Linked DNA regions of Mus musculus: all the other regions are linked to region 1. The links are chromatin contacts, called in public ChIA-PET, HiChIP or PLAC-seq and promoter capture Hi-C maps. All regions are on one chromosome and are shown on one strand. Each heading gives the region's core, a stretch centred on a gene start, on an enhancer-like site or on the middle of the called end of the contact. The rest is flanking DNA. Distances are from core to core; before and after follow the strand shown. Region 1 holds the start of Rflnb (refilin B). Region 2 overlaps Doc2b (double C2, beta). Region 3 holds the start of Ywhae (tyrosine 3-monooxygenase/tryptophan 5-monooxygenase activation protein, epsilon polypeptide). Region 4 holds the start of Slc43a2 (solute carrier family 43, member 2). Region 5 overlaps Timm22 (translocase of inner mitochondrial membrane 22). Region 6 holds the start of Myo1c (myosin IC). Region 7 overlaps Pitpna (phosphatidylinositol transfer protein, alpha).

Region 1 (3,823 bases), core at 623-3,122:
AGCAGCTTTGATGTCTCCGTGGGTCTTCTGCCGGAATGTAGATCAGTATTCAGAGTGGTGCTCAGAGGGTGGCAGTGTGGCCTCAGAATGGTGCTCAGAGGGTGGCAGTGTAGCTCTGGAGTCAGCAAGTCCCAAAGTAGGCACCTCCCAAACTGCCCCCACAACAATCCGCACTGAGATGGGGCGTGGTCCTCCTGGCCCAGCTTCTGAGCTTTCTCTGTCCCGACCTCCAGCTCTTCTGGCCTGGTGAAGCAGGAGGTTACCATCTCCTTGGAGCAACTGCTACCTTCCTGGTCATCTCTCCCAGTCTGACCAGTCCACTTTTCACACCCTCAGAAAGCACAGAGGTTTCTCCTCTGATGTGGGGGTCCAGTTCTGCAAGGTGTACAGATATTGAGGTCAACAGGGGTAGGGAAGTGTGACACCTCAGATTGTCCTTGCATTAGACACTTGTCCAGTACTGTACACTGTAGATTTTTGTAACCTATTCCCACCACCCCTGAATGAATGAACAACCTCCCAGTCCAGCCCCCTACAGGATGTATCCTCTGTAGAAGGAATGACCCTGGCTTTCTGTTCCTAGCAAGCTGCCTTCTATCCATCACATGATTAAAGGCAAGCCCTTCTCTCTCCGTATCAAAAATGATGGGTAGAGAGAAAGGAGGACTGAACTTTGCTGGTAGATCTAGTCACTCTGAACATATATATATATATATATATATATATATATATATATATATATATATATTTTAACAAATCTGCCCCAAGCAGGACAGATGTTCTTTGTTCTTGCAAAGATGTGGATTGGACCACGAAGGTGATCCAGGGAAGACTTCTGGTGGAGCACGTGGCACTTGGTGTTGACCCCGGGACATCTCCATGAGAGGAAAGAAAGAAAGAAAGAAAGAAAGAAAGAAAGAAAGAAAGAAAGGAAGGAAGGGGAAGGGGAAGGGGAAGGGGAAGGGGAAGGGGAAGGGGAAGGGGAAGGGGAAGGGGAAGGGGAAGGGGAAGGAAAGGAAAGGAAAGGAAAGGAAAGAAGAAAAGACAATGATTTTAGGCACACCCCAACTCAATTACTTCCCACTGAAGAAGAGCTTCTCTGTCAAACCTATCAGGAAGGACCACAGTCTGTTTGCTGTTGAGTTTAGGTTTTGTTTTGTTTGTAGAAGAGATTCCCTCTGATAGGACAGAGGGAGAAAGTTCCTGTGAGTGAATAGACTGTGGCCTCCATAAGGGGAATCTTGACTCCCTAAGAGAGCTGCTCTGTTTGCTGGTCTCTTTGGGAGATCCAAGCCTGTGACACCCTCAGAACTTCCCTGCCTGGACTGGCCACAGCCTGTTCAGCTGTGCCCGGGACCAGGGAGTGATCGACGCCCCCGGGAGTCCGGAGGAGTAGGCCCTCTCTCCTCCGGGGCAGACGTGAGAGCCAGAGCAGGCCCTGCTGAGCCAACAGGCCGCTGGAGCCATACGAAGCGCATTAAGTATTAATAATTTCCAGTTGTTTGCTCGTCCTCTCTCCCCACGCCCCCCCCCCCCCCCCCGCCCCCGGCCTCTGCAGACTGGGACTCCTTGGCTCTGGGCTGCCAGATCTAGAGATATTAGCACCTCTCGGGGGCCGGGGGACAGTGCATGGAGCAAGGATCGCCGTGGACCATAGGGACAGGGTGCGGGGCCGGACGAAGCCTCGCAGCTTTGCCAGTCGCGGCATGCCGGGGAGGTGGGAGGGGAGGCCCGTCGCGGGAAGATCGGCGCTCGGACGAGCTGGGCGGCGCGCGGCGGGAGCGCAGCGGCCCCTGGCGCTTGGCCTCTCGGCGGTCACCGCGGCTGGGCCAGCCCTCGGGGCGGGGCGGAGGGCGGGGCCTCGAACGAGCGCGGCCGCTGGCGACACCCGGACAACGCGCCGGCGGCGGGGCAAGGAGGGCAGCCCGGAGGGCAGCGGCCCCGGCCCGCGTGTGCGGCCCTCTCTTGCACTCCAACACCGCGGCGGCTGTGCCCGGTCCCGCCACACGTGCAGCTATGGTGGGCCGGCTGAGCCTGCAGGATGTCCCTGAACTCGTGGACACGAAGAAAAAAGGCGACGGCGTCCTGGACAGCCCGGACTCGGGGCTGCCCCCAAGCCCTAGCCCCAGCCACTGGGGGCTCGCAGCGACGGCGGGCGGCGGTGGGGAGCGCGCTCCGGTCGCAGGGACGCTGGAGCCCGATGCGGCGGTGACCCCTATAGTCCCGGTGAGTTGCCTCCCGCGCGGACTTCTCCCAGTCCCGGCCCACCCGCAGCCCTCCCCGGGGAGTCTCCAGCTTTCGCAGTCGGTGCGGCCACCCGCCCGTCGAGACGGCGTGGCCATCGCCGGGAGCCGGGGCGGGAGCGTAGCGAGAGAGCCTGGCCAGCTGGAGCCAGTGGCTGGAAAATTGTCATCGCCTGGGAGGCGCGGGAGCCCCGGGAGAGGCAAGCCGCGGTCTCCTCCCTTCGAGGTGGCGGCCCCCGAGGCTGCCAGGCTGCGGCTCGACCACATTCCTGCTGGGGCGGGCTGGGTGGGGCTCCCGGGACACGGACAGGGATCCCGGGCCCTCCCCACCCGGGGGGCCCACGCCCCGCGGCTTTGCTCCCAAAGCGGCCTCCCTCTGCCGGGACCTGGGAGAGGGGTGTGCTCTGGGCTCCTGGCGCAAGGCGGACCACAGCCTTTGGGGTTAGTCACACACAAGAGTCTTCAGGGTCTGGTAGGTCTTTTTTTCCCAGCCAGTGTTCTGCACTTAATGAGATCAGCGTCCTCCAGGTGGCCAGGGCTTTGAAAGTATTAATCCTTTTCCTTCTTTTCCTTTAAACTCTTTGCAAGAAAAACTCCCAAGTCTGTTTTGTCTTGGGATCTGTTCAGGTGATGATATTCAGAGCACAGCTCAAGAAAGGCCACATCCTGTCTACAGTAGAAGCTCAAAGTAAGACTGAAGGAGAGCTGTGACTGTGCCTCCCATGGGGAGGTCAGCGGCAAGTGTTATGCTTAAGGACCAAAATGGAGCTTTGCTGGTGTGGGGCCTTCTTGACCTACTGACCCTGTCCCAGCAAAAACCAGCACCTTTTATTTCCACTCCAAGGTGAAACTTGCTTCAGCTTGGTCTTTCAGTCTCTCTCATCTTTCCTGCTCTGACCACCGATCAGACACTCACTGGTGCCTCTGACATGGATTCCTGCACCTGACATGAACCTTGACCCTCTCACCTTTCCCATTCAAGTCCTGGTGGCCCTTCCTCACTATGTGGCCTCCTGGGGGAGCTTTCTCAGGCTTCTTCCAGAACCTGTGGCTTGGTGTCCAGGCTCAGTGTCTCTGTGTGGGTCTATCTTATCACTGCTGCTGACCCAATAGCGCACTGACTCTCTCCCACCCCTGGATACCCAGGGAATGTCTGTCTGGGGAGCAGGGATGGGGATACAAAGGAGGCAGGACAGGAGAAACCAGTATGGACACCTAGAAGAAAGATGTCTTGGAATTGTAGGAGAGCTCTGTGGCCTCACCTCATGCACACCCTCTGTCCACTTCCTTTAGCTTGAACTATATATCCCCTCCCCCACTGGTCTCAGTAAACTCCATCCTAGCCCTGGAATGGTACCCCAGCTCCCCAACATGCTTTTGGCTTTTGCATCTTCTGCTGGTAACACAGTAAAGATCCCTGAGCCAACCTCTTAGAAACACTTGCCTCCTTCTCTGTCCTAGGGGTGGGACTGCCTCTTCTACATCCTGGCACAAATGGAGTTCTTGCTCTTAAATTAAGCAAAGAAAATGACAGCTCTCGGAGAACCAGAGAGTACAAAGGGCTGCTAGGTCCTTCCACA
Region 2 (3,972 bases), core at 974-3,473, 260 kb after region 1:
CAGAGCTGGGGGAATCCTCAGCCTCAGCTCCATCCAGAGGAAGGGCTATCTACAGTGAGGACCTATTGGAGGTGAGGGGTGGAGCCCTGCTGCAAGCCCAGAAATGGGGGTACTCTGGCTGCCTGGAGACTACAGGGAGGACAATGGGCAGGCAGAGCCCAGGACTCCAGGACAGACAATGTAGCCAGCCAGAGCTTCCAACTTGCTTGTGCATTGATGGGCAGATAGACTCCGTGAGCCTCTGGGACGGGGATTCCCACTCTAGCAGGGCATCTGGGTGCACATATTGCTACAAAGGGGTGCAGCATACCAGAACCAGCCAGTTGTCTGCAGGGGCTGTGGGTACTGCTGACTGCTGAAGGGTGGAGGGCAAGGAAGGCATCCCATGAGAGTCAGGGCTCAGCACAGTCTTGAAAACCCAGCTGTGGCTTGAAAGCTAGGAGAAAACCAAATACAGAAAAGAGGAGGCCTGAAAGAGGGTACCAGGGGACAGGGAGCCATGGGGGCCTAGGGTTGCGCTAGGGCAGCATTGGGCTTTTAGGCAGGAGCTAGGCTTAGGGATGTGTACAAGCACTTGGGAAACAATGTTCAAACCCAAGCTCTCCCATTTGATCTTGCTCCCAAGGGGTCTCAATGCACACTGCTCCTGTTCTCAGCGTAAATTCCCAGTCAGCTTCAGGGGAATGAGAAAGGGATCCTACTAATGTGGAAAGAAGCAAGCATCCCTCCTGCCCACCTGTCCCTCCCTTCTTCATCCCCTCAGCTCAAGCTGGTGTTAGGTCCTTCACGGCTACCTATGGCATCCTGGCCCTATCAAGACAGTCAGGACCAGCAGTGGAAAATAGAAAGCCTTGTTTGGGGGAAGGTGGAGGGATGGGGGTTCTGCCCTCAGGAGCTGAGAACTCTGGCCTCAGTTTCTAGGAAAGGGTAGGACACTGGTCAGTCTTGAAGCTCCCAACTGCCTCCTGCCAACTGGGATTCAGGAGCACAGGGGGAACAGGGAACCAAGGAGTTCCACCATCATCTCAGAGCCCCATTTTCCTCAATCCATCACTGAGTGATAAGACACTGGGGTCCTGCCCTAAGCCTAGAACCCTCCTACAGCTGAAATAAGAACTCGGGGTCCCAGAACATGATTCCAATCCACAGTGCTCACCAGCCTTCCCTAGTTGGCAGGGAAAATAGGTCTCTAGCTCTCCACAGCACCAAGCCACCTGTTGCTTGTAAGAGACTGGGTTTCCCTCTTTAAAAGGTGTCGCCTGTTACTGAATTGGCAAACGCCTTCTTATTGAATCTTCACCATCCTGTGTGGTGGGAGGCATGGTCAACCCATTTTATAAATGAGATGGCTCCAGAGTTGTTGATAAACTTCCAGGGCCACCACGGTGTGAAGGGCTGAAGCAAAAACTCCAAGCCTTTTGACTATCTGAGGACAAGGACTCTCAGGTCCCTCTCTCCGGAGTTAATGGGGCTTAGTGAGGTCTCTTACAGAGAAGTCTTGTTATTGTCAGCCACCTCACCCTCTAGCTGGCTTTGAAATCATTTGTGCCATTTAGGATTTGCCAAAGGCTACAGCCAAGCCCTGGAACTCAGCTGTCCCACCCCCAGCCTGAGGTCAAGGAACTTGGGGGACCGGCCTGATGTTTTCCCCATACAGCTAGAAACAGGAGCAGATATTTAAGTGCACCTGGTTGAGCTCTGAGTAACTCAGATTTTGCCTTTTGGGGTGCTTTGTTCAGAGAGGAGTTTAGAAACCCCCCGACGATACAGAAATGTTTATTATACCTAAATGTTTATTATACCTGAGGTGACTGAAGCTCATCAAAAGAACAGGTGGCTCAGGTGGACAAGAAACCTGGATCCCTGTTGCACCAGGCAGTAAGTGGGTTTGGGACTCAATGATGATCCTTGCCAATCCCAGGGACAGGCAGGGTGGGAAGCAGGGCTTCTAGCCACCTAAAAAGTGATGGCCACTAAAAAGTGATGGAACTTTCCCGGATCCTGGAACGTTTCTAAATCCCCAGTACATTACATCTCTACTAAAGGGAAAAGGTCCTTTGAGAAGTTTCAGAATCAGTTCAGTCTTTCATTCCAAACGAGTATCTTCCTTCTGGCTCATCAGCGTTGCAAAGAGGAAATTTGATACCAAAAACAAAGGTCATTCCAAAGTACTGTCAGTAACCAGGGCCTCTCTTGATGCCCATCATCCACCTCGCGTCCTGGTCTCTGCCCCGCCCTCCACCACCGTTAGCCAATCCCTGAACAGTCCCGTCTTCCAACCCAGAGTCAGTGACCTCCTGACCTCTAGTGGCAAAAATGAGGAACTGCACCTCCGTGGCCCGCCCGCCCGCCCGCCCGCCCGCCGAGCTCGGGCCAAGCGTCCTGCCCTCCGTCCTTCTCCAGCCAAGTGAATCTCCCGATGCATGGACTCTGGCTGTCCTCGACACGGACTCGTGCACTGCTTACAGTTTTGCTGCCACGTGACGACTGCAGAATACATCCTCAAACTGCAGCGCCACGAAACAATTTTTGTAATCTTGTCTGACCTTCCCAAAGGTGTCCTTTTTAAGTCTTATTTGTTAATATTTATAACGATATATAATCAAAGTAAATGAGAACGTCGTACTGAGGTCGCACTAGCTTGGGAAACTCCTTGGAAGATCTGGGGGGAACAAGCGAAAGACAACTGGGGCTTATATGTGGCGTTTACTTTTGTTTTTTGAAATGCATTTGTAAACCAGTCTAGCATCCAACTTGTGATGATCCTCCTGCCTCTCATTTACAACTCTCCATTTGAAACAGGCTCCTAGGTTACTTATGGAAAAACAGGCTCAGAAGTTTGAATATGTGAGGCTGATCAGATGCACCTGCCACACAAGCCTCAGGATTAAGCGTGATCCCTGGAAGACAAAAAGGCAAGACTTTCTGGTGTGGCCCACACCTTTATAATCCCAGCACTTGGGAGACAGAGGCAGACCGAGGCCAGCCTGGTCTACATACCCAGTTCCAGGACAGCCAACAAACAAAAAATTCAGGATATGCAGGTGGTGGAGGCCAAGGCCATAAGTTCCAGCACTCAAGAGACAGGCAGATCTGAGTTTGAAACCAGCCTGGTCTACAAGTTGAACAGCCAAGGCTACGCAAACCATTTCAAACACACACCCACACACACCCAAATCAGGATGTGATGTGACATTAATAATCCCAGCAATCCCAGGGACCATATGGGAAGTGGGGATTGGGGAGTTGCCCAGAGCCTTCCTGCCAACTAACCTAGAATAAACACCCAAAAATAAGATCGTCCCTGTATCAAGCTTTAAGGTGTAAAGTTATCCTCTGACCTCCACACAATTGAACCAGCTTGCACGCTCAGTATCTCAACCTCCCTCTATTTCCCTCCCTGTCCCTCACTTATACACACAATAAAATGTTAAAATAATGAGTTAAAATGCTTGTACAGGATTAGTGCTGACCTGGGGCAGATTTCTCCACGGACAGACATGAGTTAGAGGAGGCCAGAGAGGGCACTGGGATGGAATACTTGAGGTTATGTTCTAGGTGGAGGGAACAGATGTGGCCTCTTGGAACAGGGGCAGGCTTGGTATGGTCAAGAACCTCAAGGAGCCCAGTGTGGCTAAGTGGGATGGGCAAGGAATGAAAGCCGAGTACTGACAAAACACCAGGGCACATAAAATATTTCAAATGTAAATTTATTTTTTACTGAACCCAAATGTTCTGGGGATGCTACTAAATCAGCCCACACTTCAGGGGACAGGGACTCCTTGCAATGGAGTACCAACTGTCCTTGCAAGGGCTAATCACCTTCACAGCCTTTCCTGCTTTTAGCAGCTCTAAAACTCTGAAAAGCCCCCTCTTGACTTTAGCAGATTTCTCCATGACCTCATGGTTACAGGCGGGCCTTCGACTCTTGATCCGTACTTCCTGAAGCTCTAGACAGGTTGGGTTTTTTTT
Region 3 (3,820 bases), core at 290-2,789, 290 kb after region 1:
TGTGTGTGTGTGTGTACACACACACACACACATATACATATATATAAAACCATTCTCTTAAAATGGATAAAACAGAGCTGTGGTGTAGCACAGTATTTGAGCACTTGTCTTGCTTGCATGCAATCCTGGGTTTGAGCCCCAATCATGTAACAATGAAATCATAAAACAGAAAAACTACAATCTTCTACATTCCTAATTCAAACTCCCCAAGCCTCAACTGAGTGCTCAAAATAGGTAAAGCTCCCCAAGCCAAGGAAGAGCATGCATTCCACCCGAACTTGGGTTGTCAACCCAAAGTGCTACTAAACATTATTTGAATTAACCATTTCTCAGCAGGTCTTTCCATACTTCATAATGACGAGTGTGAATAGTACAGTCGTCAATTTTACAAACGGGTAAACTGAGGCACTGACTCTGCAAAGGGAAATTCGTACTAAGGAATCCTGGCAAGCCTGGTCTCCTGTATTCTAGCCATCAGAACTCCGTGCCTATGAAGGATGGGGACAGAAGGGGGAAAAAAAAAACCCGCAGCAACTTTAGGATATCCTGGGTAAGAACAAACGGGGTAGGAGTGAGGTTCTGCACCTCCCCGGAAGAAGGCGAGGCTAAAAAGCCCCCCAAACTCTCAACTCCAAGGTGTGTCGGCCCAAAGGAAGAAATCCAATCGCAGCATCTCAGCTCGCCTCCACCCAAGGAGGGAGGCTCTGCAGTGATTTCCAAACACTCCACCCTCACCAGAAGACTCCTCTCCACCGCCGGCCCCGAGAAGCCGTCCGTTCCAGAGGCTTCTCCTTTGTGAGGCTCCACGGCCGCCGCCCCACACTGGGCCTCAGGGGAAAAGCCACCGCCCCCACCCGCCATATTTCCCCGAAAGGCGCCTAGCGCTACAGCTCCTCGATGCCGCCCTCTCCCGAGCGACCGGTACCGTTCCTCACATCGCCCCACCCAAGTGTCCTCCTCCACACCCCGCCGCGGTTCCCGAGGGCTCCCGTGGGGATCGCACGCCGGGAGCCGGCACCCGCCATCTCCTCCCCCCTCCCCCGCCCGGGGACTCGCCCTCCCCCTCCAGCCGCCATTTTACAACCAACTCCTCCACCCTCCGCCCCGGCCTGCTGGCGGGCGAGCGCCTGCAAGCTAAGGACACCGGAGGGGTCAAATCCCTAGGCCCGGGGACTCCCACCGCGCCGGGAGCCCGCAGGCCTCGGCCTGCTTCCCGACCCACGTCCCAAGCCGGGCTCCGAGACGGCTCCGCCATTTTGTCTCCGGTTCCCGGCCTCTGTGGGCGGCGGCGGAGGGTCCGAGACTTCCAGCCCCCCGACACCCCCCCGACTCACCGTCGTATCGCTCGGCCTGCTCTGCCAGCTTCGCCTGGTACACCAGATCCTCCCGATCATCCATTGCGGCAGCGGCTCCGGCAGGGTCTGCGCGACGGATGGAAGCGGATAGCGTCTCCGACTCTCTCAGCTTCTCGCTCCGCGTCCGAGCAGGAAAAATGGCGGCGCCTCAATCCGGGACTTCCGCCTGCGCACGCGGACAACTGCTCAGCTCTATGGCAACCGCTCCCTGGCAACTGGCGCGGGGGGGGGGGGGGGCGGATCCCGGAGTTCGGCGCCAGAAAAGGCTGGAACCAGCGCGACAGACGCCCCTCCTCCGTCGGCACAGCGGGCGGCCCTGTGGCGAGGCGGGAACTGCGACTGCGACGGAGAACGGCCCCTGGAGCGGCTGGAGGCGAGGTCGGCCTAGACTGCGGGAGGGGAGTTAGCCAGAAGCCCGTGCGGGGCGACCGCGGGCTGGCCTGTGGGGGACAGAGCGACAGGCTTGATGGGTTCTTGCTACGGCAGGCCTTCCTCGTTGAAGATCAACCGGCCCTGTGCATTCTAGCACATTTTTCTCATCCAATTTAAAGAATTGACAAGGACAAGAAGGGAAAGCTCGAGTTTTCACGCATCATCATCTCCCTTGCTTCCATACTTTAAGCATTTTCTTCTCCCCTCCAGCCATATTTTATCTCTTTGGCCTATCGTAGATAGGACTTTTGTTTAAAATCTCTGGTTTTGCTTCAAGCATAGGTGAGTGTGTTTAATTCCAACACTAGTGAGGTAGAGGCGCAAGGATCGAGTTTGGATCAAGTCCCATCTACAAAGCAAATTCCAGGTCAGCCAGGGCTACATTGTGAAACCCCCATCTCAAAAAAAAAAAAAAGGAAAGAAAGAAAAAAGAAAAAGTGGTCAATCTCAGCTAGTTAAGGGAAACCCTCACTCGAGGGAAAAAGGAGACATAGTGGCTTGCCTCACTTGGAGTGCAAGGTGCACCTGAGGTGTGTAAGGGCAAATTGACATTGATGAGTTAGAAATAAATAATCCTCCATGGGGATTGCTTCACTTGCAATGGCCACGCCTAGTCTGCTTCCTTATGGATTTTCAACATCTTATACTCAATATCAGCTTGCTGCTGAGCCATGCAGAAAAAGGGCCTCAAAATGAGTGTGAAATCAAAAGGTTGGGATCAAGGCCTGAGGTCACACGCCCAGAGGTTTGCATCTTAGTCTGTGAACGGACAGGAATTGTTTTGTCCAAACGCTGGAGACTGACCCCCACAGCTTCCACCGTGTGTTTTGCCACTGAGTTATAGTCCTATCTGGGCAAGCTGTTTTGATGATTCTGAGTGGAAGGTGACATCGTCATAATTGTACTTAAGAAAAGTATTCCGTACTTACTGAAGCGGTGGTTCACGCCTGTAATTCCAGCACTGTGGAAGCAGAGACAAGGATTGCCACAAGTTCCAGGCCATCCTGGACTAAAAATACCCTACCTCGAAACACAAACACAAAAAGAAAGGAGCTGGTGGTGAGAGTTTTGGTTTCTTCAAAAACCCAGCTATGGTCTGTGAATGTGTTTGCGTTTTAATCCCAGGCGTGGGATAAGAGGCGGCTTCGAAGCAGGTGACTAGGATTTACCTTGTGCACTAGCAGGGCTGTGGTCTTGCCAGCTGCGGATAGTTTATGTTTGGATTTCTGGAGACTCTGGAGAGGAGATAAATAAATGCCAGAGCCCAGAGGGGAACAGGGGCACTCCAAAGAAGAAGGCTGCTGCTCCTGGTTGCTTTTGTTGCAGTTTGTCAAATGGCCATAAGCAAAGAGACAAGAAGTTAGAGATACCCTGACGACAAAGATTAGACTTGCCCCAAGGACCCCGATGCCCCCAGTGAGCAGGAAGTAGCCTTTAGAGGTCTATATTCCCTTTCCCCTTCTTTCTCTCCTACCTAGTGTTGGGGGGGGGGGGGTTGGAAGGGGAGGTAGAGATATAAAAACCCAGTAAAATAGACAAAAAATATGCCAACAGGAGAAAGAAAACATTGCATAGCAGTAATGAACAAGAATGGTAAATTATCATATTACAAAATATAAGCAAAAGTAATCGATACTAGCCTCTGGACAGAGAGGAAAGGACAGACAAGAATAGCATCACGGAGAGGCCACAGGACTTTGTAGCTGACCAGCCATGTGAAATAAAACTTGACTTCCCACCTTCCCACCCTGTCAAAGGAATGAGCAACAGTACCAGTAACATAAAAGAAATACAGAGCTGAATATGGTAACTCACACTTATAATCCCAGCACTGAGAGGCTGAGGCAGGAGGATTGCCATAAGCTTGAGGCCAGCCTTGGTTACATAGTTCCAGTTCCAGGCCAGCCCCAGAAAAAGGATAAGACTATGTCTTTAAAGCAAACAGGAAGGCCAGGGATAGTGGCACACTTGGGAGGAAAAGCAGTTGGACCTCTTGAGTTTCAGGCCCAGCCACAGAGCAAGTTTCAGGACAC
Region 4 (3,948 bases), core at 49-2,548, 500 kb after region 1:
TAAGCATCCTTCTACCACTGTCTCCCTTCCTCTTCCTCCCTACGATGTTTTGAAAGCCACTGAGATGTTCTCACAGTTCAGGAGAGGAAATGGCCTTTGGAGAATCATAAAGCAGCAAAAATAGACAAGAAATTCTATCTTGGCAAGCCTTTAAGGGGACTCCATAATGGCCTGACTTAAAAACATGTAGGTCTAGATGAACCTTCCTTCGGGTGGAGGCGAAGCCACTTCCTCTCTCCTGCTGCACCCCGGCCTATGAGAGTTCCTCTTTCTTACACATGTTTTTTTTTTTTTTTTTTTTTTTGCAAGGCAAGCAATGCTGCAGGCCCTGGAAGACCAGAAGGCCAGCAACGTTCCTGACTGCACGCAGGAGTCTATTAGTCTATTAGTCTACAGCTTGGGCAAATGGAAGACTTGTCCCAGCCTCAGTTTCTCCATCCACAAACAGGGACGATGATAATGATACGCACCCAGAGAGCTGGATGAGGATCAAATGGGCTTTTTGGCACTTAGAGGCGCTGTGCAGCAAGCAGGCATAGCTGGCTTACATCTTCACCACCAACCGCCCTCTCCCAAAGACCCACTCCAGAAACCTGCCCCCGACCGAGGCGCCCATCTCACCTGGCTTCGTACACAGGTAGGAGTAAAAGCCCTCGGACTTGAGCATGATGAGCAGCGAACCCCAGCCCAGGAGGACTGCGGAGAAAAGGAGGTTTTCCAACACAGCGGTGCAGGCCATCCACCAGCGGCGCCGATGGGCAGTGGCCAGGGTGGGCGCCATGGTGCGGTGTGGCGGTGGTCGGGCTCCGGTTCTGCAGACACCTGCGCGCAGACCTCAGCTTCAGCGGTGGCTCTACCCAACCCGTGTAGCCGCTGGCGCACAGCCTGTCAGTCCCTTGCAGCCCAGGCTATAGGTGCCCGCCGCAAAAGAAAAGAACCCTAGCCCTGTCAGGGACCTGGGCCACCCCGTACCCGCAGCTACCTGGTAACGCTACCTTAGGCCACAGTGGAGCCCCGCTGGCCAAGAGGAAAGGCTTCTCCCTTAGTTCACTCGGAGGTAAACTGAGGCATGGCAGCTGGAAAAGGGCTAATTATGCTCAAGGACGTGGAGCGGGTCCTGATCCCAAGCAAGACTGAACAGCCACTTTGGGGGCCGGAAAGGGAGGCAGCTCGTAGTAAGGTCACCTGAGCAGAGGCTCACCTGAGAGCTGCCACTCCCAGGGACCCTGACAGGCTCCCGCCCGCCCGCACTCGAGACCCTTCCTTAGTGCTTGTTCCTTCAACCACAAAATCAGCACAGGGAGCCCCGAAACGGCCCGCCCACGGCGCTTTCATTGGCGGGACCGCACAGGAACTGCCGCGCCATTGGTTAGTGTTTAGGTCGCTAGGCGCTACCGCCACGCGAACCCCGCATGGGAGAGGCGAAGCCGGTTCAAACCGGCGGCGCGAGCCAACCGCGCGACCCCCGTGTCGGGCTGTTACCCCGGCGATTAGCCCGTTTCCATAGAAGCGGATCCCGTCCCTCTGTCCTCCTGGCCTTTTTCGTTACGTCTCCCTCCCGGTGTCGTCCCTCTGACAAGTATGCACCTTCCCTCCAACCCCTGCCTGCGAGCGGCTTCAGGTTCTCGCACCCTCGTCTGAGACCCGGATCCTGGGAGTCCAGCTCACCCGGCTCCTACCAGTGTGTATCGGGCCCGCCCGGCGCCTTTTCTGTCCCCTTTATTTCCAGCCCTTTTATTCCTATCCTAAGATGAAAAACACTGCCGCCCGTTGATTGGCTGAGTGGGGCTGGAAACAGGCGTCGGCCAATCAGCAGCTACCCACCCGCCCCCCGGCGAGCAGAAGCCGGTTCCGGCCGGACTTGGAGACAAACAAGAGGAATGGGGGGGCTGGGGGGCGGCTCGGGCAGGCCCAGCTCTACCCAGTTAAACTGGAGTGCCCCTCGACCCGGTGACCGCCGCGGGCATCGCCCCACGCCCTTCTCGTTGCCCTCTTCCTTGTCAAGTTCATGGGTCAGCGTTTCAGGGAGTCTTGGTCCACAGCGAGCTGGGCTCCAAGCACCGTGCGGTTCGGCCCGCAGTATAGACCACCGTTCTCGCCCGGAGAGAACCAGGGCCGGATGCTCCAACTCCGCAGGCCATTACCGCCCTTTTGTGCTGTTTCCCGGCCTGCTCCTTGGGCTTTGTGTCCGGGCTCCTCGCTGCCTAGCCCCCGTTGTCCTATCCAGGCGCTGTCTACGGGTATCAGAACACCCCGACCCAGGTCGTGGCATAATTACCGCATCCCTGCTAGATCTCCCGACTCACCGGGTCCTTGCCTGGAATCAGGTGCCTCCTGCCTGGTCTTTAATCGGTGTCCCTTAAGGGTCTGTAGTCAGGATTTTGGACTAAGAGCCCCTGGTCCTCCAGTTGTCGCCATCCCCATCCCGCGCCCTCTTTTCTCGGTGCCTTCAGAGACCGGTCAGTGTTCAGGCCGGTCACCTTGGCATGCCCTGCCCTCCCACTTTCCCAAACGACTCTTTCATGTGGCTGGCACACTTTCTCGTCCACCCTTCTTCATGCTGTGAGCAATCCCGAGCACCTAGTTAGTCTAAGTCTGACTTTGGAGAGCGCGATAGATCACTAGGGGTCCAAAGAGCTCCGTCCTTTCTGTATCATCAGCGGAGCTGCGCTGCTCTGAGGACCTGCTTGGACGTGGAATGGAGCCTCAGCACGAAAGATTTGGCTGTCCGTCCGAGTCTCCCTGACGAGAGGCACTAACCTCCCCTCAGAAAACACTCGGTATCCCTCAGATTCTCCACACTTCAAGAGCCGGCTTGCTTTAGAGCTAAGGGTGTCCCCAGCAGCCTGACTCAGCTTCCCTCAGCTCGAGTGCGCCCCCTGGTGCCCAGAACCTTCGCCAGCCATTCTGCTAGTGCATGCTCTCCCAGACTTGGTCTAGGCTTGCTGGTGGGTTTGGGGGCCTGATGACCTACTGTGCAGAAATCTCATAAGCTCCAAATTGGACCTACTATCTGCCAATAGATTAAGCCCTTCAATCCTTTTCCTAAGCAATCTGCTTGAGGACCTTCTCCAGACATATATCTAAAATGTTCCCTCCCCCTCTTCAAATAAATAGTGCCCCCTTCTCCCTCAGATTGTGTGTGTCTGTGTGTGTGTCTGGGGAAGTGTTGAGACAGGATCTCACTATGTAGCTCTGGCCATCCTGGAACTGGCTATGTAATCCAGGCTGCCCTCTGCCGCCTCGTGCTAGGGGGCTCAAAGGCACCCTACTGAGCTACTAACATGTAATGATGTTAGACACTGTGAACTAAACATTTAACACAATAGTTAATGTTATCTACTGTGAGCCTTGCCCCTCCCCTGCCCCCACTGCACCAGGATAACCTGGTGTCCTGTTTATCTTATCTGCCCATTTCTGTCCCTGGGACACAACTACTCATCCATCAATCTCTGCATCACATATCTACCCCGCAGTGAATTGTGGGAAATGTAAACCTGACCTTGATAAACCTGACCTATTGCTAGATCCCGCAGAAACTCTTTACCTTGTTCTTCAAGATAAAGTTCAAGTTCCCCAACTGACTGGACCATGCTGCTTCCTCCTCCCCATTTCCCACTGGATGCTCCCCTCTGGGGAACTGCTGTGGCTCTGGCTTTGTGCTGCTCTCGCTAGTGACCCTCCCTTGGGCAGCACCTCCTCTGGGAAGCCTTCCCTGGCCACTCTCTATATTGCCTTTTGCTTTCTTTGTCTGCTGACCGTAATGCCTTATAATCTGTATCCCCATTTCCCGCTGGCTCTGAATTTCTTGGGGGCAGGCATGCCTCAGTCCTAGGTGCCCAATATGAGTCCTGGAAGGAAAACACATGAGCAAGTGAAAAGCACCAGGTTCAAGGACAGAAGATCGCAGGGTGCTGGATAGGATCAATAATAACTGCCTTTACTGAT
Region 5 (3,958 bases), core at 429-2,928, 390 kb before region 1:
GAGGGCTGCCAGCTTTTGCTGACAAGGTAGGATGGGACCCCCAATAAGTGGGTATGGATATATTTTTTTTTGTCTCTGTTCTGTTTAAACTTATGTAGATTATTATAAATTGATGTAAACCATGTGAGAGGGAAATGTTAATAAAAAAATTGCAAAGCCTCAACATTTGCACAAAACTCAGCCCCATGGTGTGGTTGTTTGTGTTCTCAGTAGTCCAGGAAAGACCACCAATCTAAATATTTAAATCCTTCCAGCTGCACCCAGATGTGTTTCCAGGAACCTGTTTATCTCTAACCTTGCACCTCCCTTCTGACTTTTGGAAGACTGTGGCAGTTGAGGGAGAAAGCTGCCCCTCTCTGTGGATGCATTTCTAAGTCACTGCTGCAGTCGTTCACTTCATGGGATACTCACTGTGGGCCTGGTCACAAGTATGCCTGGAAAAGATGACAGAGGTAGCCCACTGGCCTTCCACTACTTATGTTTTCCTCAAAAGTAGCATGTCTTTTATGGCAGACTTCTGTTGAAGTTGCCTGTCAGAGACCTGCACCTTCCAACCACCACCAAGAGCCTACACTCCTTTAGGAGACCCAATAGGGTTTGTGTGGGACTTAATCAGCTGAAGCCATTGGACACTGTTTATTCTAGAGATCAGGAACAGATGTGTCTGCAAACTGCTGTTTGGTTTATGAGCTCATACTGACCCCCAGCCATCTAAAACAGGAAGCTATTCATCTCCTTTTGATTGAATGGTCCACGTGGACAAGGCTTGGCTTGTTCAACTGATGGCTACTGACAGCTGAGGCCCCTCTGTGCCAAGGTAGCTGTGATGGCAGCATTTCTTGTACTGGCGCTCATGTGAAAGAGCAGCTGGTAAAAGACCTCAGGCACCTGAGCACTTTGACAGGTACCAGGTAGAGTCCATCCTTGCATCAGTGTTCCTAGGTGAAGGATTTACAGACAATACAGGAAGCACTCCTAAGCCTGTTTCCAGAGCTCTGGGGTAGGCACGACTGAAGCTCTGTGCTTATGAAATAGGGCAGGCATCATACAGAATTCACTGCAGATTAGAAGCAGGGAGATTGACTAATTGAGTACCTGACTTGGATTCTTTCCTCGGCATAGGAACGAAAAGTATTCAGCAAAGAGCCCGAGCCCCGTGCACTCACCCATCCTAAGAAGACAGCAAAGGTGTTACTCTGGATCTGATATCATTATTCACATATAAATACACACCCAGATGACCAATGTTGAAGTTGAGTCTTTGAACTCTGCTTAAGGTTGAGTGAAGATGAGGAAGCAAGAAAAGCAAGGGTAGAAGGGTTGCTATACAGCAGGGGAAAAGACTGCTGGCTGAAGGTAGCCAGTTCCAAGCCTCGGCTGAGCCTCCTACACAGAAGCAGGAGGTAAGGACTGAGCCCATTAGTTCCACCTTCACCCACACGCTACAGTAAACAGTTCAGTGGCACAGCCCAAACATAAAAGGCTCGTTCTCTGCCATGGTATAATTAGGCTGAACTGTTGAATAACAGTAACAAAAAACAAACCACCAAAAGCCAAAGAAAAGCTTAGCGGAGAACAGGAGTGGTGGTGAACAGGCCTCTGCCATCTGATCTGGGCCAGTAGCTACAGTATGACTGACTCAGCTGGCAGGGTGACCACAGTAAGACATTCACGGACCTTTCACCTGGGTTGGGGCCCAAGACCAAGGGTTTTGTAAGCTGTAGGCATGACCATCAGCCAATCCAATGCCTTTGAGGAGGCAGAGGAGTTACCAGCATGTTGCAATACATCCAGGAACATGGCTAAACTTTCTAGGGAGAGGCCTTGCTGATGGAGTGGCTGTGGTAACAAAGATACAGCTTCCACAGACGCTAAGAGCAACGCTCCCAGAGTTCCTTAGAGGTTTCCTAGCCTTTCCATTGGATTTGTCACTCTTTGGGCCAGCTGGCATCTTTTGTCAGAGGTGTGAAATCTGAAAAACTAGCTCCTAATAATAGTACATCTGCTTTAAAAAAAATAAAATTGGGTATTTTTGCCTGCATGTGTATATGTCTGCACCACTCAGGTGCCCTCAAAGGCCAGAAGAGAACCTTAGATCTCTGGAACTAGAGTTACAGATGGTTGTAACCCACAATGTAGGTGCTGGGAACCAAACCTGGGACCTCTGGTATTAACTACTGAGCCTTCTCACAGCCCCCATATACATATATTTTTTTTTTCCTTTTTCCGGAGCTGAGGACCGAACCCAGGGCCTTGGGCTTGCTAGGCAAGCACTTTACCACTGAGCTAAATCCCCAACCCCCATATTTTTTAACAAGGACAGCAAAGATACTAACTGAAATCACATAATTGCCTCGATGGCATAAGTTTACTTTGCCCTGCCCTGGGACTCATGATGGATACTTGCACACAGAAGGAAGAAGAGCTTCCCGGCTATGGGCAAACACTGCCACTTCCCTATTCAAAGCTGGGGAGCTGAGCCAGGTCAGAACTGAGCCTGGTTCAAAGCTTAATGCGTAACAGTCCACACACTGCCTCCTGATCTGTTTACTGCAAGGAGACACTCTGCCATACCACCTCCCCTGAAAAACCTGGTTGGAATTCAAGTGGAAAAGTATGGTTGTTCCAATGGCTGCAGAGAGCGATCGAGCAGCGAGGTGTGTCCTTCACACCATCAACTGTAGAGGGATGCACTTGGCTTCACCCCTGAAGCAGTCCAAGTGTGTAGAAACTGCTCCACAGAGCAGCTCTGAAGGTGGCTGGCGTCCTCTTTCCTTCCCGGCTGTTTCTTTCACCGTAGGTAATAATCGATTGCAGCAGAGAAAGCAGCAAACCCTCCACAACCTATGGCCCCGGCCTTTACTCCAGCTGCAAAGCAAACAACAGCGTTACCACTGTAATGGGTGCTAGGTTGGGACTGCACTTGTAAGTTTGTACCTCGGATGCATAGAAACCAATTTAAGCATGTTAAATCATCCGAACTATGCTGCCTCGTTAAGATTTCAATGAAGTGGTTCTGGAGAGCTGGTTCACGCAGTTAAGAGCACTGGCTACTATTCCCAAGCACCACAGGGTTCACTACCCAGCACCCACATGGCAGTTTACAGCTGTCTGTAGGTCCAGTGCCAGAACATCTGGCACCTCATACAGATATACATGCAGACAAAACACTAATGCACGTGAAATAAACATAAATCGTAAAAAAGATCTCAACGAAGCAACATATGCCACCCAAACCAGTGTGCTTCATCTAACTATACATTTGCTTAGCTTTTCTCATTCCAAACAGTTACTGTTTCCAGTCACATGGACCTAGCCCTTCAGTCAGGAGAGTGGTTAAGGGAAGTAGTCCTTGGAATCAAATGAAAGCATATGGCCTTATACCCTGATCTGTTTATGGAGGAAATTCCTGGGAAGGTGATCAAAGCAATCCTGAGGGGAGCTGAGCTCAGAGCCCCAATGAAACTACACTGTGAAAGACCAAGAGAGAAGCCTCTCTGCCAACCAAACATGGCTGTGAGGAGCTAGTGCAGCTTTAATGACAGCAAATCACTGGCTCTCACATGAGAGGCTTGGCTTTGGGTAAGTCAAGCTGTGAGTGATGGAGAGCCGCCCAGCAATACATACTGCTTCTAGGAGCCTCCAGTGCGTGAGGCCAGCGCTACACTTGAACAGGGGCGGGGTGGGGATGCTTTGTTTCTAGCTGATAACATTCCTAGGATGTCTGCTCGAAGCTTTCTTCTGTCCTGACCTCCTTTTTTTTATTTATGGTTTTTTTTTTTTTTTGTTTTTCTTTTGTTATTTGAGACAGGGTTTTTCTATGTAGCCCTGGCTGCCCTGGAACTCACTTTGTAGACCAGGCTGGCCTCGAACTCGGAAATCCGCCTGCCTCTGCCTCCCAAGTGCTGGGATCAAAGGCGAGTGCCACCACCGCCCAGCTCGCCCATTTTTTTATGTG
Region 6 (3,787 bases), core at 562-3,061, 370 kb after region 1:
CCATATGCTGCCGGCTGTAGATCTGTAGGTCTCGGTAGGGATTGACAGAGACTAGGACAGGACCGATGTAGGTCTGGGGGTTGGGGGGGTGGGGGAGAAGGGTCAGAGGCTTTTCCTGAAGGTTCCTGCTGCCACCTTCCCCTAGGTCCTTGGGCCCAGCCGTGCTCATGGCACTCACATAAATGAGGTTCTCCCGGAACCGCCGCCGGAGGTTCTCAATGAAGGCAGCCTCACTGGTGAAATTCTCCAGCAGGACAAAGTCCTGCACCCCTACCCGGTCTCGGGCAGTCAAGGCGCTCTCCATGGTCACTCGAACCCCGTCACTGCCCAGGGCCTGTGAGGAACCAGCCACAAGACGCTGTCAGAGTCTGCAGGTTAAAGTCTCGTTTCCTACCCTGCCTGCAGGATGTAGAAGGCAGGGACACTTTGGACACAGGCTACAGAACATGTTCCGGACATATGGCTGGGTTGCAGGATGCTGGAATGCAGATAAGAGACCCTATGGGACATATGGACCATGCACACAGCCCATAGGAGCACAAAGGGCCCAGCAGACACTGAACGACTGCATGGAATCCAGGGCAGCGGCATTTTGAGTTGAGGAAGGTGGGACATGACAAGGAGCTCCTAGGAACGGCAGAAAGAATGCTGGTGTTGACCTTGGACAAACCTCCTCCTTTCTCAGGACTGCTTCCTCTTCAGAGAACAGGAGTGGGTTAGTTCAGGTGACCTCAAATCCCAGCTACGTGTTACAGGTGCTTTGGAGGACAAACGGTTCAGAGGGAATTCTGCAGACAGGGAGGGGCCATCTCTCCAACTCCCATCCACCCCAAATTCCCAGAAGTAGAAGTTGTTTAGGGATCAAGCCAGAGCTCACGTCCTAGGAGAGGGTTTCCCCATGGGCCACCACCTCAGCTGGACTTGATGCCCACCCCAGAAGCGGGTGGCCTGCCCTCCCTCAACTGGAGCCACTCCCTCCTCTCCAGCTGCTAGGCTTCCCCCCCCGCCCCCCCTCCTCCCGCAGCTCCTCCACCGTTGAGAAGCCTCAGGAGGTGGAGGGTTCTCCCAGGGGAAACCCAGCTGCCACCCAAGGGTGGGGCAGGTACAGGCTTAGCTAGACCCTCAAGCCGCGTCTTAAGCAGAGCTTTCCTTTCAAAGAGGGCCTGCAGATCTAGAAAATGCTGGGGTAGGGGGGTGTCAAGGAAGAGGAAGGTACTGGGAGCCGCTGTAAATTCCAGGGAGGTCACCAAGTCTCCCCTGACCCTGGTTTCTAGCCCTAGTTGCTCAGTTCTCTGCTTCTCCGTCACCCCTCAAGTCCAGGGCCTGTCTCCCTCAGACCTGCCCACCCCTGACCCACCCAGCCCGAAGCTGCTGCCAAACACCACCGCAGCCAACGCCCCCTGGTCCTCAAGTGGGAGGGGTCTTAGCCATCACCAGGGGCGACCACATGGTCCTGGGTTCGAGCGTTCTGCAGCCCTCTCCGCCTCGGCCTCCTGTTCTAGCAACTTTCAGGGACATCTTCCACCGAAATTCCTGGGCCGCGCCCGCTTCAAGGCCGGCCCTGGAGCGCCGCGGGCCACCGAGAGATACCCTGGACCCCAAACCTGCCCGCGCCCATGCTCACCGATGCCCGGTAGCGCATCCTGCCGGACCCGGCGCCCCGCTCCGCTGCCCGCGCCTCTTGGTCTGTACTCGGCCGCGGCGTAACCGAGGGAGGGGCCAGCCCGCCCCCTGCACCGCCCCTTGCAGGCCCCTTGGCTCAGGGGGCTCGGAGTCCCGACCCTAGGACCCACTGCAGCCGGCCTGGCCGGGCTGGGTGGGAGGGGGTTCGGGACCTAAGAGGGGGCGCGCGAGGGGCGGGGCCTCCTGCGTGCCGCGGGCTCCGCCTGAGTCAGGTTTTCCAGGAGGAACGTCGTTAGTTCCAGGGTGGGGCCCGGAACCCGCGCGGCCGCCGCGTCTACACAGCTCCGGAACTCACTTCCGGGCTCGTGTCTACAGCACGGGGCTGGACACCCCGCGCGAGACGAGGGCTGAAGCCCGTGGGTCACCGGGGAAGCAGGATTTCTCTCCCCACCCCCAACCTCGAGTCCCGGGAAAGTTAAAAATAGAACGAAATGTCCAAATACGGCCGGCGCCCCGGGACAGGCGGAGCCTCTGTACGGGACACTGTCCACCCCCATACACACTCCCAAAGGACTGGCTCCATTCTTTAAATCCTTAGAAAAGAAATTGTTTGAGACAGGGTCTCTTTACGGAGCCCAATCTGGCCTGGAACTCAAGATGCCTCCTGCCTCAGCCTCCTGAGTACTAAGATTACAAACTTGTGCCAAGAGAGCCAGAAGAGAAACATCTCTTGAAAGATCTCTTCCCTAGCTAAGAAACAAATCCTAGGGTCAGAGCAGGGTGCCCTTTTTGACCCAGCATGACCCCTAAAGAAGCCTGTTTGCCGAGTAGGCAGCACCCTTCTGACTTTCCTACGTGTGCAGCCAATAACCTTATGTTCCAGCCTGAATATCCTCCGGACTCAGTGCCCTGCCCCATGGGCTCCTCTCCTCTCTTCCCTTCTTTCTCTTCCCTCTGGATCTCCGCTCTTCCCTGAACACAGGCCATCAGCTGTCTTCCTTGTCTGTCCAGCACCCTCGCTGGTTCTCTGACGACATCAGCCCTTTTTAGGCCCGAGAAGAGTGTGTGAGAGGAGTGGAGTGGACTTTGGGTCAGTTGCCACCTCTTGTGGCATATGGATGTCTACGGTAAAACAAAACAACAACAACAAAACCAGCCTGGCCTTTGCTTACTAGCAGGATGATGATCATGAGTAAGTGCCTTAAGAGGCCGATTGGCTGATACTTGCCAGAATTGTTGGGTTGCCTGAAATGAAGCACTGACCAAGCCATCAACACCACTACTACCCTCTTCCTCTTTCATTCTACACGCACTGAGGGACTTGGGGGAGAGTCCAATCTTCTTGTCTAGTGAAGAAAGCGTCCGCCCCTATATCTACCATTTGCAAAGGGTTCTCAAGTGCCTTATCTATTCCTCGCCCTTTGTAAGGAACCTGAAGCATATACCGAGGGTATACACTTGGTCTAGGGAGGATAGGGGGAGTAAGAACCCAAAGCACCAAAGCGCCCCACCCCTTGGACGGGGACTCCCTGGGGAGGAGGTGAGTCTGCGACAGGTGCTGCCTTGCGGCCTCAAGGGGAAGGATGGTTCATTACTTCGTGAACAACAGCTCGAGCCACAACCCGGGGGTGGGGGTGGTGTGCGGCGCCAGCTGGGGAACGAAGCCCTTTGGAGCGGGCCAGGGGAATGGGTGCTGCAGGTGGAAGATGGGTGAAAGACAGGGCAAAGGGGAGCGCCCTTTACGATGCCCCCAGGTTTAAAAGCATAGAGAGGATACGACCTTCAGTCCACCCCAGAGCATTAGAAGACCTGAGGTGGGAGAGCTTGGAGTCCCCAGCACTAGCATGGGCTCGCTCCCCTCCCCCTACCGCGGCCTCATTGAGCTCCCTCTCCAGCCAGAGGAGTCTTGGTGGGAGGAGCGCACTGAAAGGGGAGGGGCTTCGAGGCCGCAGTGCCCGCCCTGCCCCGCCCCGTCCCGCCCCGCCGCGTCAAGCGGCTGGAATGAGGGGAATCCGCGCGTGGAGGGGTCCGACGGACTTCACCCATCCCGAGCGGCGCAGCCGCATTCCTAGGATGCCCGCTGGCGCCCCCGCAGCCACCGCCCCGCATCGGAAGGAGGGCGTGTAGCCGCCGCCCTCCGGGCCTGAGGCCAGCCACAGTCCCG
Region 7 (3,821 bases), core at 128-2,627, 410 kb after region 1:
ATTTATTGGTGCTGTGCTTAAACCAGGAACCTTTCTTACCCATGCTAACAGCTCCAGAGAACAGACAAAGAACTGTAATGCTTCCAGGAAACCCAATTACTTTATGCTGGGCACTACTAGGCAGAGAGTGACTTGAGAGTCCCTGTCAAACCCTGATTACAATACTCCATCTGCTAACTTCTGCAGGGAGCAGGGGAGAGTAGGACTATTAAGACCTGAGGATTCAAGCCTCTTTCTCATGCAAACAGAATTAGCAATGTGACTTAGGTCTACAACTTCCTGAGGATTCTTCCGAAAGAATCAGGGGCTGTGCTCCAAATCCTGCCACTTGCCCTTCAGTTTTAGGTAGCTGAATGAATAACTAAAACATCCGCCTTCAGCAGGAACTAACTTGCACACCACTTCCCAGTGAGTCAGCCTGGGAGGAATGTCTTCCCAGAAGGTAGAAACTTCCCTGGGAGGCTCTGGAGGAAGAAGGGCTCTGGGCCCAGGTTCTGCCCTAACCTAGCACTGAAGTATGGAACATCTGTGTGGTGGGCACAGCAGCACTGGAGGCAGGCCCTCAGCTGGAAAGCATGTCCTCTAATGGGCATTCAGGCATACCTTAAAAAGATGAGAGCTTCCTGCTTAGGAGGGCAGGACCCCCATGGGCATGTAGATCAAGAGCTGTGGCCCTAAGCCAGACAGCACTGGGCTCTTTTTTGTTTGTTTGTTTTTGTTTTATCGAGACAGGGTTTCTCTGCAGCCCTGGCTGGCCTGGAACTCACTCGGTAGACCAGGCTGGCCTCAAAATCAGAAATCTGCCTGCCTCTGCCTCCCAAGTGCTGGGATCAAAGGCGTACGCCACCACGCCCGGCAGCACTGGGCTCTTAAGACTGACTGTCACCTGCAGGCTGCAGTAGAGCCGTGCTGAGCCTCACCTGCCTCAGCTGAAGATGCCTCTTACACTGTGAGACAGCGCACAAGCAAGAGCAAAGAGGGTGCCTGCTGGTTTTCACTGAGCAGCCTCCTAAATGGACTTCTGGGGGAAGACTTTATTTATTCCTTAAGTAAACAAGGATCTGGGTCTTTAGGCTCTCAGAAAGCAAACTGCTCTCCTCCTGGGATCAATGCCAAGCTCAAAACCAAAATACCTAAACAAAAATAAAAACCAAAAACAAAGAAATCCTCTCACCTGCAAAATAGTTTGGAACAACAACCACACAGAGCAATGCCTGTGTGTGGCTGTGCTGTGGCTGTCCACTCCAGTGTATTGGTAGATCAGCTGAACCTGCCTGGCTCCACGGTCACCTCAAGTTCCAAGGCCTAGCACCATCCCCCACGCTGACTGAAGAGTCACTGCAGCGGGCGAATTACTCACTTGGCATCAGGTGCAGACTACCATATTTGTCTCTGTGCCTGTGCCAAGACCTCAGCCACACTGTATTCCCGAGCACAGACTGTTCTCCTTATAGTTCCCATACTGCCTGGCAGTAACCTTATCCACAACAGAGCCAGGCTTGTTCTTAGAACAACTGGCTGATGGCCTTTAGATGTGTCCAAGTCCCAGTCTCCTTGACAGTCACACACTTATGAGTCCCCTGGCATCCGGCTCACCTCATCCAGCTGTCTCTTCGTCTCTTCTTCCATCCTCCGAATGTCATCCATAGTCAGATCAACCCATTTATCGAGCCAACAGAACAGCTGCCTGTGAAAGTTTGTAAACAGACGCTTCTCTTGCTATGAGGAGAAGGGAAACCAGTCAGAGAGCGGAGAGGAAAGGCCCCTCTGCATTCCTCCCCAGGATTCACAGTTTACTGGGTGGAGGGGAAGAGTGATGCCTCGCTGCCTTATCTGGATCACACCCAGGTCAGTGACCTTTGCCAAACTGTTTCTGGCAGGTTAGTGTTCCAGTAAGGATGGCCATCCACCTTACAGGTGAGCCCTTTGTCCCAAATACTACCAAAACAGGCTGCTCATGAGATCTGGCCAAATTCTCTACAGTCTCTGGTACCTAATGCCGGGTGGGTTATGACTAGCCAGCAGGTATAAAATGTGGCCCAAAAGTGTGATTCTAACACATGTGAGAATTAAGACGCTTAAGTCTGTCCAGTTCTGTACCCTGGGACACTTGGGAGTTTGGCTCACAGTGCCTCTTGCCTTCTGGATTAAAAAGGAAAACTTGTTTTCTGTGTAGTTCAAGCATAGCAGAGCCTTTCCTGTTTTCTTCTTTCACCTCCGTTTCTTTCCTTGTCACATGTGCTGCCCGTAGAGGGACAGAATTAAAATGTAGAACAGTATGTGCAAGGGAGAGCCTAGCGAGCAAACCCAAGACTCCAGTGCTAGTGACCGAGGAACAGGTCAGTTACTGGGACCAACTGGTCTCAGAACACAGACACATGGAAAGGCCTCATCCTGCAAACTTACCTTATGTATAAAGTTTTCCACTTTGTTCTGCAAGCCCCACCACTTGAACTTGACAGTAACCAGTTTGTATGCACACATATATGGGCAGTCTTTCTGATTGACAAGTTCTTGCTGCAGTAGAAAAACACCCAGAAGCAGGTTGGTAAGTAAAAGATCTCAGGTGGTCCGAACCCCATGCACACCCTCCTCCAAGAGGAGAGGCCCACCCACAATGTGCCTGCCCCCTGGTGGCAAGGGTGTGACTTGTACCTTCCAATTCGGGCCCAAAGGTCCGCGTCCTGTTTTGACAGATTTAAATTTTGCTGGGTCTTCCTCTGCCTTGTAATCCTGAGAATAGTGGGGATGGGGTTGGAAGAGAGGATGGGCGAAGAGGAAAGGGAGGTGAGGAGGAGGAAATGGCAAAGTTTTCATGAGAGGGCATTTCATGCCAGTTCTTTTTGTCGCTGTGAAACAGGGTGTTTCTATGCAACCCTGGCTGGCCTGCACCAGCTCACTCTGTATACGAAGCTGACCACCATGCCCAGCTACGGTAGTTCTTGAAAATGCTGGTGTGGAGTGTGGGAGAATCTTATAGACAAGATAAAGTCTGTCTGCTGGATAGTTTCTTGTTCTGTTTTGTTTTCCAAAATATACAGGAGTATGTAAACCTGGCCATTTTGGAACTCACTCTGTAGACCAGGCTGGCCTCAAACTCAGAGATCTGACTGCCTCTGCCTCCTGTGTGCTGGGTTAAAGGTGAGCATCACCTCCACTTCAGCTGTACTAAATAGTGTCATGTTAACTTGACACAAGCTAAAGTCATTGCAGAGGAGAAAACCTCAATTGAGAAAATGTTTCCAGGTTTGGAGAGATGGCTCAGTGATTAAGAGCACTGACTGCTCTTCCAGAGGTCCTAAGTTCAATTCCCAGCAACTACATGGTAGCTCACAACCATCTGTAATGCAATCCGATGCCCGAAGAAAAGAAAATTTCTCCATAAGACTGGACTGTAGGGCTGGTGAGATGGCTCAGTGGGTTAGAGCACCCGACTGCTCTTCCGAAGGTCCAGAGTTCAAATCCCAGCAACCACATGGTGGCTCACAACCATCTATAACAAGATCTGACCCCCTCTTCTGGAGTGTCTGAAGACAGCTACAATGTACTTACATATAATAAATAAATAAATAAATCTTAAAAAAAAAAAAAAAAAAAAAAAAAAAAAAAAGACTGGACTGTAGATAAGGGCATTTTCTTAACTAGTAGGGGAGGGCTCCGTTCATTATTCCCTAGACTGGTGGTCCTGGGTTCTATAAGAAAGCAGGCTGAGCAAGCCAAGCAGCACCCTCCACAGCTTCTGCCTCCATGCCCCGTTCTGCTTCCTTTGATGAAGAGCTGTGATGTGGAAGCATAAACAGAATAAACCCCTTCCTCTGCCT

Evidence for each region. Promoter capture Hi-C pulls out the DNA fragments that hold promoters and counts their contacts. ChIA-PET counts read pairs in DNA pulled down with a chosen protein or histone mark. HiChIP or PLAC-seq counts read pairs in DNA pulled down with a chosen protein or histone mark.
Region 2: a contact with region 1 is called in an H3K4me3 HiChIP or PLAC-seq map of the SCID.adh cell line, with 5 times the contacts expected there. The contact joins the enhancer-like site here to the promoter of Rflnb in region 1. A contact is called at or near these places in 23 of 39 promoter capture datasets (the 3T3-L1 cell line, 3T3-L1-derived adipocytes, the C10 cell line and 13 more), 3 of 15 datasets of contacts at CTCF or cohesin (the NIH/3T3 cell line, embryonic stem cells and pro-B cells), 7 of 484 Hi-C or Micro-C datasets (the 3T3-L1 cell line, the N1E-115 cell line, bone marrow-derived macrophages and 4 more), 18 of 115 datasets of contacts at active chromatin or transcription factors (the SCID.adh cell line, craniofacial prominence, differentiating embryonic stem cells and 12 more) and 4 of 9 other capture datasets (adipose tissue, embryonic stem cells, liver and 1 more).
Region 3: a contact with region 1 is called in an RNA polymerase II ChIA-PET map of effector CD8 T cells, with 50 read pairs. The contact joins the promoter of Ywhae here to the promoter of Rflnb in region 1. A contact is called at or near these places in 15 of 39 promoter capture datasets (the 3T3-L1 cell line, 3T3-L1-derived adipocytes, the C10 cell line and 10 more), 1 of 484 Hi-C or Micro-C datasets (embryonic stem cells), 9 of 115 datasets of contacts at active chromatin or transcription factors (bone marrow-derived macrophages, effector CD8 T cells, epiblast stem cells and 6 more) and 2 of 9 other capture datasets (adipose tissue and liver).
Region 4: a FOXA1 HiChIP or PLAC-seq map of pancreatic cancer cells shows a contact between it and region 1. The contact joins the promoter of Slc43a2 here to the promoter of Rflnb in region 1. A contact is called at or near these places in 2 of 39 promoter capture datasets (liver and pre-B cells) and 2 of 115 datasets of contacts at active chromatin or transcription factors (memory CD8 T cells and pancreatic cancer cells).
Region 5: a promoter capture Hi-C map of maxillary cranial neural crest shows a contact between it and region 1, with 5 times the contacts expected there. The contact joins the enhancer-like site here to the promoter of Rflnb in region 1. A contact is called at or near these places in 15 of 39 promoter capture datasets (the 3T3-L1 cell line, the HPC-7 cell line, cranial neural crest and 7 more), 1 of 15 datasets of contacts at CTCF or cohesin (embryonic stem cells), 9 of 484 Hi-C or Micro-C datasets (CD8 T cells, the N1E-115 cell line, embryonic stem cells and 4 more), 13 of 115 datasets of contacts at active chromatin or transcription factors (the 230-238 cell line, the SCID.adh cell line, T-cell acute lymphoblastic leukemia and 9 more) and 4 of 9 other capture datasets (adipose tissue, embryonic stem cells, liver and 1 more).
Region 6: a promoter capture Hi-C map of the SN4741 cell line shows a contact between it and region 1, with 2.8 times the contacts expected there. The contact joins the promoter of Myo1c here to the promoter of Rflnb in region 1. A contact is called at or near these places in 1 of 39 promoter capture datasets (the SN4741 cell line), 2 of 115 datasets of contacts at active chromatin or transcription factors (extraembryonic endoderm stem cells and memory CD8 T cells) and 1 of 9 other capture datasets (adipose tissue).
Region 7: a FOXA1 HiChIP or PLAC-seq map of pancreatic cancer cells shows a contact between it and region 1. The contact joins the enhancer-like site here to the promoter of Rflnb in region 1. A contact is called at or near these places in 3 of 39 promoter capture datasets (hippocampal neurons, liver and stem cell-derived epiblast-like cells) and 2 of 115 datasets of contacts at active chromatin or transcription factors (memory CD8 T cells and pancreatic cancer cells).

Annotation. Positions count from the first base shown.
Region 1 is chr11:76,025,831-76,029,653 of GRCm38.p6, reverse strand. Rflnb (refilin B) reads left to right here and starts at 1,872. Exons shown (of 3, transcript NM_029658.1): 1 at 1,872-2,226. The coding sequence starts at 2,017.
Region 2 is chr11:75,767,747-75,771,718 of GRCm38.p6, reverse strand. Doc2b (double C2, beta) reads left to right here. Exons shown (of 9, transcript NM_007873.3): 9 at 1-3,449. Among named protein-coding and RNA genes, the nearest start is that of Gm12339, 26 kb to the left of the region's middle. Within about 2 kb of position 2,223, at least 128 of the 459 cell types and tissues checked have an H3K27ac peak or open chromatin away from gene starts, as enhancers often do. A contact at or near this core is called in the SCID.adh cell line, bone marrow-derived macrophages, craniofacial prominence and 4 more, where this site is marked.
Region 3 is chr11:75,730,606-75,734,425 of GRCm38.p6, reverse strand. Ywhae (tyrosine 3-monooxygenase/tryptophan 5-monooxygenase activation protein, epsilon polypeptide) reads right to left here and starts at 1,539. Exons shown (of 6, transcript NM_009536.4): 1 at 1,335-1,539. The coding sequence starts at 1,398.
Region 4 is chr11:75,529,462-75,533,409 of GRCm38.p6, reverse strand. It overlaps Slc43a2 (solute carrier family 43, member 2), which reads right to left and starts at 1,298. Exons shown (of 14, transcript NM_001199283.1): 1 at 996-1,298; 2 at 622-822. The coding sequence starts at 781.
Region 5 is chr11:76,412,956-76,416,913 of GRCm38.p6, reverse strand. Timm22 (translocase of inner mitochondrial membrane 22) reads right to left here. Exons shown (of 4, transcript NM_019818.5): 4 at 601-2,868. The coding sequence ends at 2,792. Abr (active BCR-related gene) reads left to right here. Exons shown (of 23, transcript NM_198895.2): 23 at 1-182. Among named protein-coding and RNA genes, the nearest start is that of Timm22, 7.8 kb to the right of the region's middle. Within about 2 kb of position 1,678, at least 21 of the 459 cell types and tissues checked have an H3K27ac peak or open chromatin away from gene starts, as enhancers often do.
Region 6 is chr11:75,654,039-75,657,825 of GRCm38.p6, reverse strand. It overlaps Myo1c (myosin IC), which reads right to left and starts at 1,811. Exons shown (of 32, transcript NM_001080775.1): 1 at 1,625-1,811; 2 at 179-334; 3 at 1-73. The coding sequence starts at 1,642.
Region 7 is chr11:75,618,152-75,621,972 of GRCm38.p6, reverse strand. It overlaps Pitpna (phosphatidylinositol transfer protein, alpha), which reads right to left. Exons shown (of 12, transcript NM_008850.2): 8 at 2,656-2,733; 9 at 2,407-2,517; 10 at 1,597-1,719. Among named protein-coding and RNA genes, the nearest start is that of Inpp5k, 11 kb to the left of the region's middle. Within about 2 kb of position 1,377, at least 96 of the 459 cell types and tissues checked have an H3K27ac peak or open chromatin away from gene starts, as enhancers often do. A contact at or near this core is called in hippocampal neurons, pancreatic cancer cells and stem cell-derived epiblast-like cells, where this site is marked.